Regions from separate parts of the Mus musculus genome. Here region 1 is linked to region 2. A link is a contact called in public Hi-C data. All regions are on one chromosome and are shown on one strand. The core of a region is the stretch at or near the end of the contact, and the rest is flanking DNA. Distances in the headings are between cores, read along the strand shown.

Region 1 (3,234 bases), core at 661-3,160, 220 kb before region 2:
CTGGAAGAAGCACCCAGATACAGCCACATACGAGGCAGGGGGAAAGCTCGAGGGGCTCGTGTGTCTACTTGGGGTCATAGAAGAATTTTGCGGGTTTCAATTTTAAGATTTTTCCTACTGGAGCTGGAGAGATAGCTCCAGAGGCCACCCTTCCAAAGGACAAGTTCATTTCCCAGCACCCACACTGTGGCTTACAGCCACCAGCACTCCAGTTCCATGGGATCCAATGCCCCAGTAGCTGCTTTCTATCTTCCCAGGCTGCATCTATCCTGTGGTTCAGCTTCACTCAAGCAAGCTTGGATCCAGAAGCTCAAAGTACCAAAGGGTTGATGGATTCCCAAGGGTTTAATTCCCCAAAACATGAGGGGCCCCATCCCATTGTCATCAGATCCCAGGGCTGAACCTTGGAACCAGCTCTGGCCCTTGCAGCTTTTGCCCTCAGACTTGTAGCTTCTGCCCTTAGACTTGTAGCCTCTGCCCTCAGACTTGTAGTCTCTGCCCTCAGACTTGTGGTTTCTGCCCTCAGACTAGAAACCTCTCTCCTTCACTTCCTTCTTCTTGTCCTTGTCTCTTTCCTCCCTCCCTCCCTCCCTCCCTCCCTCCCTCCCTCCCTCCCTTCCATTCTTTTCTTCCCTTTTATTTGGGGGCAGAGGGGACAAGAGTTTAAGATCTCAAGTTCTCATTCTATAGCCCAGGCTGGCCTAGAACTTTATCTAATTCAAGATAGCCTTCAACTTGTGGCAGTCCTCCTGCTAAAGCCTCCCCAGTGCCAGAATTACAGGCATGGCCCTCTACATCTGACTTCTTTCTGTTTCTAAGTTAGAGTCCTGCATGGCTTTGCAGTTTTAAATTATTAGACAGGATCTTTTCACTGACCTGTCCCCTACTCCTTACCACTGCTTCTGGCTCATTACTCTGGTCCTTGATGGCACAGTGACCATGGTCCTCACATCCTCCCAGTCAGGCCTTGGTCAGTTCCTTTGCTTTGCTCTCCCCTTGGCCAATCCAGCCTCATTTCTGCATGTGGACAAAAGCCTGTGACTCATCCAGGAGCCATGAGCCCTGGTGGGCACAGTAAATTGTTGGAACTCAGGATGGTTACTTGTCACAGCCTGTAGGGCACTCAGGAACCCATCTGGCTGAGAGGTGTGTTATTAATGTAGAGCATTATCATTACAGCAACAACCACGGGGTGTCAACATTCCAGGGTCCGGCCCCCTCAGAGAAAACAGGCCTGAGTTGCTGGCACTCAGCACGGGCCTCTGTGGTGCAGACAAGTGTCCGGGCTGGGGCAGGTGGCATTTGCTTAAGTAAAGCCTTTGCTGACATGTGGGTGGAGGAAAGAGAGCGAGAGATCCGTTTCTCCAGAGCGAAGCTGCTCCGAGTTTCCAGCCCGAAGAGAGGCCCACGTCCACACATCCATGCAAGTGTGAGCCACGTGCCTCGGTGATTAAGGCTGTGGTTTGGGCACCGTGTCAAGAGCTCCCCATGAGACCCCAGCCCTGAAGCAGGATGTTGGAGATTTTTATTGCAGGCAATCCAGTTTCTCGGAGAGCTGGTAATGACAGTCCCCAAGAGCTCATTCATCCCTCCACATGCCTCAGCATAAGCTCTTCCCAGGATCCAGGAGATTCACGCCTGGCTCTGCTCCTCTGTCTCCCTGGCAGGACCCCAATGCCCGCTGACCATGAGGAGCGCCTAAAACCATGCTCCCAGCACAGTGTGAATGTCTGGAGGCCAGGGAATTAACTAGCCCCAGAACAGGAACCAGCAGGAGGCTGGAGACAGAAGTAGCAGAGTGTAGACTCTGAAGGAGTGCTTTATCCTTCATATCCAAAGTAGTATTTCCACATGTGATTAGTATGGACACGAATGATGAGAGAATCATGTGTGATTTTTGTACCGTTAATGCTACTTGTGGTTGACATATTGTGACTATATATTTATAGACCGCAAAGGGCTGTTTCTCCTTATGGGTACCATGCAGTGATGTGGCAACTGCTTTAACACACCCATCACACCTGGCCTAGCACTTGTTGGTGATAGACAATCTGTTTTAATGTTTATGTATCTGTGTGTGCCTGAATCTCTCCGGGTGTGTGCACAGATACGTGTGTGCATGTTCCCGTGGTGGCCAGAAGAGGGCGCTGGCTGTCCTCCTTCATCACTCTGCACCTAGTCCCTTGAGACAAAGTCTCTTTTGGGACCTGGAATTTACATTTTCTTCCAGTGTCTGAAAGACAGAGATCTTGTCTCCATCCCCTCAAAAAGCTGGGTTACAAACAAGTGTTGGATGCCCAGCTGGCCATGCAGGTGTTAGGGGCCAAACACCAGTCCTCGTGACTCTTCAGACAGTGCTTTTAACCACCAAGCTTCTCCCCAGCCCCACTCATGGTTACTGCTATGTTCACATTGTCATGGACATTATCGTGGGCTACAGTCACCATACTGAACAGCAAGCCTCAAAGTAGACCTCTTGCAGACATGGGCCTCTGTCCCTTGAAGTTCTCAGCCCCCTCCCCTCTGATAACATTACCCTCCTCACTAAATGCACGACCTCATCTTTCTGTATAATAGGCTTTTTAGCTATGTTCTAAGGTGAAGGTTAGAATTGGCTGTCCACTTGATCAGAACTGGAATCAACTAGGAGATGTGTGGAGACAGTCACCCCTGGCTGAGACCCACTGGGACAGATGTCTCACTGGGTCACCTTTAATGGAGGTTCCACCCTTTGGTGAGTCCATGAATCTGCTACCTTTCCCTAAACTATCTGCTAGATTCTCTCTGTGGAGCCACTGAAGGCAGAGGGGAGATTTTAAAACAAGAAAGAGCTGGTGTTCTCCTCCAGTGAGTAATTCAAACTTTGACATGGTGAGGATTCAACTATAGAGGGTGCTCACTCCCTTGACATGGAGGGGTGGAGGGAGACCTGTGTACGGGGTTGGACGACCAAAGGACAAGTCCTGTATAATTCCCTTCAGAGCCAAGGCTTGGTGTAGCAGACAGCCGGAAAATAGAAGTCACACAATGTTCTTTCCACCTGCAAAGAATGGCTTCCTCTAAGTGCATCTGGCACAAAGGGGCCAAGATAAAAGAACCAAATGTTTGGATAAAATGCAATGGATAGTTGGTGTCTAGAAGCCCCCATATACATTGTTGGCTAATGCCAAGTAGGTTCTTAAAACTGTGAGAGCCAGCCTTGAGACTGCTCACCCGGGCTGCAACTCAGCCAGA
Region 2 (3,200 bases), core at 368-2,867:
CCCCTGAGTCCATTCCAGCCTTCCCAGGCATGCACCGCTTCTGTCTTGCCTGCTCTCTTTAGAAGCCTCTATTCCCCTCCCACCTTGTCCTTCCCAGTGTCCTTCAGCCATTCCCACTGCCCCCAGAGCCAAGGTGGCCCAAGTCTGAGCTTAGTGCCAACTACGGCAGTCCTCACACACTGACCTTAACACAGATAGAATCTTGAAGTCTTCTCAGGGTATCCATGGCTTCTAACATATAAACAAATTCCATCACATGGCTCCAGCCTCTGGCCCCTTTGCGACCACCCTAAAAAACCTTTGCACTATGTGTCATTCCCAGTGCCCAAGAGCCTGGCTCCCACTCAGAGCAGCACAGGTATTTTCTCCTTCTGTCTGGGAACCTCAAAGCTCTGTCTGCTTCCATCTGTGCCTACAGTCTTCATCTCCCTTGTCCCTACCACCCTACAGTTATGAGACACCCTCTGCTGTCCTTGAACCACCTGCAGATTCATAGCTGCCCTCTCCTGCTTTCCCAGATCCTTGAGGTCCTAGCTCCTAGAAACTGGCCCCTACATTACTGATCTTTATGGTCCAGCCACTCCACACAGTGCCTCAGAACTTCTCTGCCCCCAGCCTCTAAAGGAAGGAAGAGAACATAATTTTCATTCCTAAATCCAGGCCAAAACTGAGAAAGCAACTCCCTCTCGCCCCCATGTCTTCACCCACCATGAAAAGCAGCCTCCGTTCCTCTAATCCTGCCTCACCGCCTAGTGATCCAGGCCTCTCCTCTCTGCCCAGCACTGCACAGGAAGGCCTGTGACCACCTCCCAGCTTCCCCACAGAAAGGACAGGAGAATTCATGCTCCCAGGACCAAGAGATTCATTCTCCCAGGAGCAAGGTGATTATTTCTCAATCACCTTTCTGCTAGGCTGCAAGAAGAGAGGACAATGAAAGTAGACAGGAAGTGAGGGGAGAAGTTATGGGGAGGGGGGAGTCATGGGGGGAAAGGCGGGAATGATGGGAGGGGCAGAAGTATGGAGTAATCTGCTCAAACTATAGATATGTATTTTACATATGTATGAAAATAGCCTCAAATAACCACCTGTAATCATAACTTTTAAAATTTAAAAGCTCTGATGCCAGATGGTGCCCAGGCACTTAAGTGTCATTTCTCAGCCAGGGCATCACTATCTAGAGCAGTGACTCTCAACCTTCCCAATGCTGTGGCCCTTTAATACAGTTCCTCATGTTGTGGTGACCCCTAACCATACAGTTACTTTTGTTGCTATTTCATAGCTGTCATTTAATTTCGCTACCGTCATGAATCATAATGTAAATGTCTATGTTTTCTCATGGTCATAGGAGGCCCCTGGGAAAGGGTAGTGTAACACCCCCCCCCCAGAGGGGTCATGACCCACAGGTTGAAAGCCACTGGTCTAGAGTCTCCAGTGTCAACCCAAGGAAAGGGAGAATGCTGTGGGGAGAGGAGGCTGCAGTATTCTGGCTCCTCTTGCTCCCTAGTGTACCTCCCACAGATTATCACAGGCACACATGGCAGGAGTTAAATTCTAAGCACCAGTTGGCAGCCAGCATTCCCTGATACTGTCTCCTTCTAACCGTCCTTTCTCATGGCTTCCCAGCCAGGACTGGCACTGTTCACAGGGAGCCTACACCCTGTACTGTTTCTGCGCCTCTCTCTGAGTCCTCACCACCCAGCAAAGAGTTGGCGCCCAAACATGACATATTCCACACTGCAGGTCTGGAGGAGGATGGCTGGCTCCAGCCGCTCTCTCTGCAGTGTGTGTGCTGCCTCCCCTAGAGACCCATAGAATACTGAAGGTGGAGAGTCATCTAAGCTGCTCTGACATCTCTGGGTGCTGATTTCATTAAATAAAAGATATAGATGAGGGAGAGAGAAGCAGAGAGGGTGTCCCTTCATCCTGTGGCATGTATCTGCCCCAAGGGTGGCAGCTGCAAGGCAAGTGGCTGGTTTGTGATGGTCACTCCTCAGATTGAGTGGGTTGAGACTTTTTTCCAGCCCCCCACCAGGCAGCCTCACCTCCACTAGCAGCCGTGCGAAGATACATCAGAGTTCCAGAGGATGGCAGTGGCGGGCGTGGGATTTGGAAAGAAGGGTGAGGCATGAGAAGGGCCAGGCCAGACACGGCTGTTTTAATCTGTTACTAGCACAATCTGAAGGGCTGTGTGTGCATGGGTGTGTGTGGCATGTGTATGTGTGTGCATGTGCATGTTCCTGTGCCTATGCCTATGCATGTGCACACATGTGTGTACGTGCACAAGTGCATGTGCATGTATGTGTGTGCATGTATGAACTTATGCCTGTACCTGTGCATGTGTATGTGTGTGTGTGTGTGTATCTGTGTCTGTGTCTGTGTGTCTCTGTGTGTGAATGTAATTACCTGTGCATGTGTGTGGAGCCAGAGGTCAGTATTATTTGTCTTCCTCAATCATTCACCACCTTACTTTTTCAAGACAAGTTCTCTCACTGGAACCGGATCTGCCTGCTTTGGCTGGCAGCAAGCCCTAGGGATCCTTCCGTGTCTAGCTCCCAGCACTGGGACACATATACCACTCATTGTACTGGCTTCTTACCTAGGGCTGGGGATCCACGCTCAGGTCCTCATGCTTGCGTAGCACGCCTTTGTTAACCGAGCCATCTCCCCCAGCTCCTTGACTGAACTTTTTGTTCTCTTTTTCTCTGGCAATCAAAATCTGGGAAAGGGAAAAAAATGTCTCTTCGAATTCTAGTGCCAAAAATATACCACAGGAGGCTAAGCCAAAACAAAGCACCCCTCATGAAGGTTGCCCCAAATTCAGAGGTCACAGTGGTTTGGGGTAGGGCTCAGTAGAAGAACCATGAAGAAAGAGAGCTAGGCTCGTAGCAGCAGAGAGTGTTTGGGTCCTCATCCTCCGTGCATTCACCTCCAGAGCCCTGGTCCTCCCCTGAGACAGAGATTCGGGAACTGTCCAGTTCTGTGTAGAACAGACAGGGAACCACAACAAGCAGCTCGCCCCTGCTTCCCACACCGTGGTGGCCTCCGTCCTGCCTCTGCCATTTTGGAGCTGTGTAGCTCAGATCACTTCTGGCCCTCAGTGACCCCCGTCTATAAATGGGGGAGGGGGTTAATGGGGCACACTCTGTGGGACTGAGTTGAGGAGATCACAGGCATCTGAAACCCAGAGAGGCCCCTACGAG

Evidence for each region. A called contact is a pair of places that touch in the nucleus more often than the background predicts.
Region 1: a contact with region 2 is called in a Hi-C map of cerebral cortex, with 3 times the contacts expected there. The contact joins the promoter of 2700003A03Rik here to the enhancer-like site in region 2. A contact is called at or near these places in 2 of 15 datasets of contacts at CTCF or cohesin (both in embryonic stem cells), 34 of 484 Hi-C or Micro-C datasets (the NIH/3T3 cell line, adipose-derived mesenchymal stem cells, cerebral cortex and 11 more), 5 of 115 datasets of contacts at active chromatin or transcription factors (cardiomyocytes, embryonic basal ganglia, embryonic stem cells and 2 more) and 1 of 9 other capture datasets (embryonic stem cells).

The regions. Positions count from the first base shown.
Region 1 is chr1:90,271,548-90,274,781 of GRCm38.p6, reverse strand. 2700003A03Rik (a long non-coding RNA gene) reads right to left here and starts at 1,910. Exons shown (of 4, transcript XR_003947931.1): 1 at 877-1,910.
Region 2 is chr1:90,053,623-90,056,822 of GRCm38.p6, reverse strand. All of the region lies in intron 15 of Iqca (IQ motif containing with AAA domain), which reads left to right. Among named protein-coding and RNA genes, the nearest start is that of Asb18, 41 kb to the right of the region's middle. Within about 2 kb of position 1,617, at least 12 of the 459 cell types and tissues checked have an H3K27ac peak or open chromatin away from gene starts, as enhancers often do. A contact at or near this core is called in cerebral cortex, where this site is marked.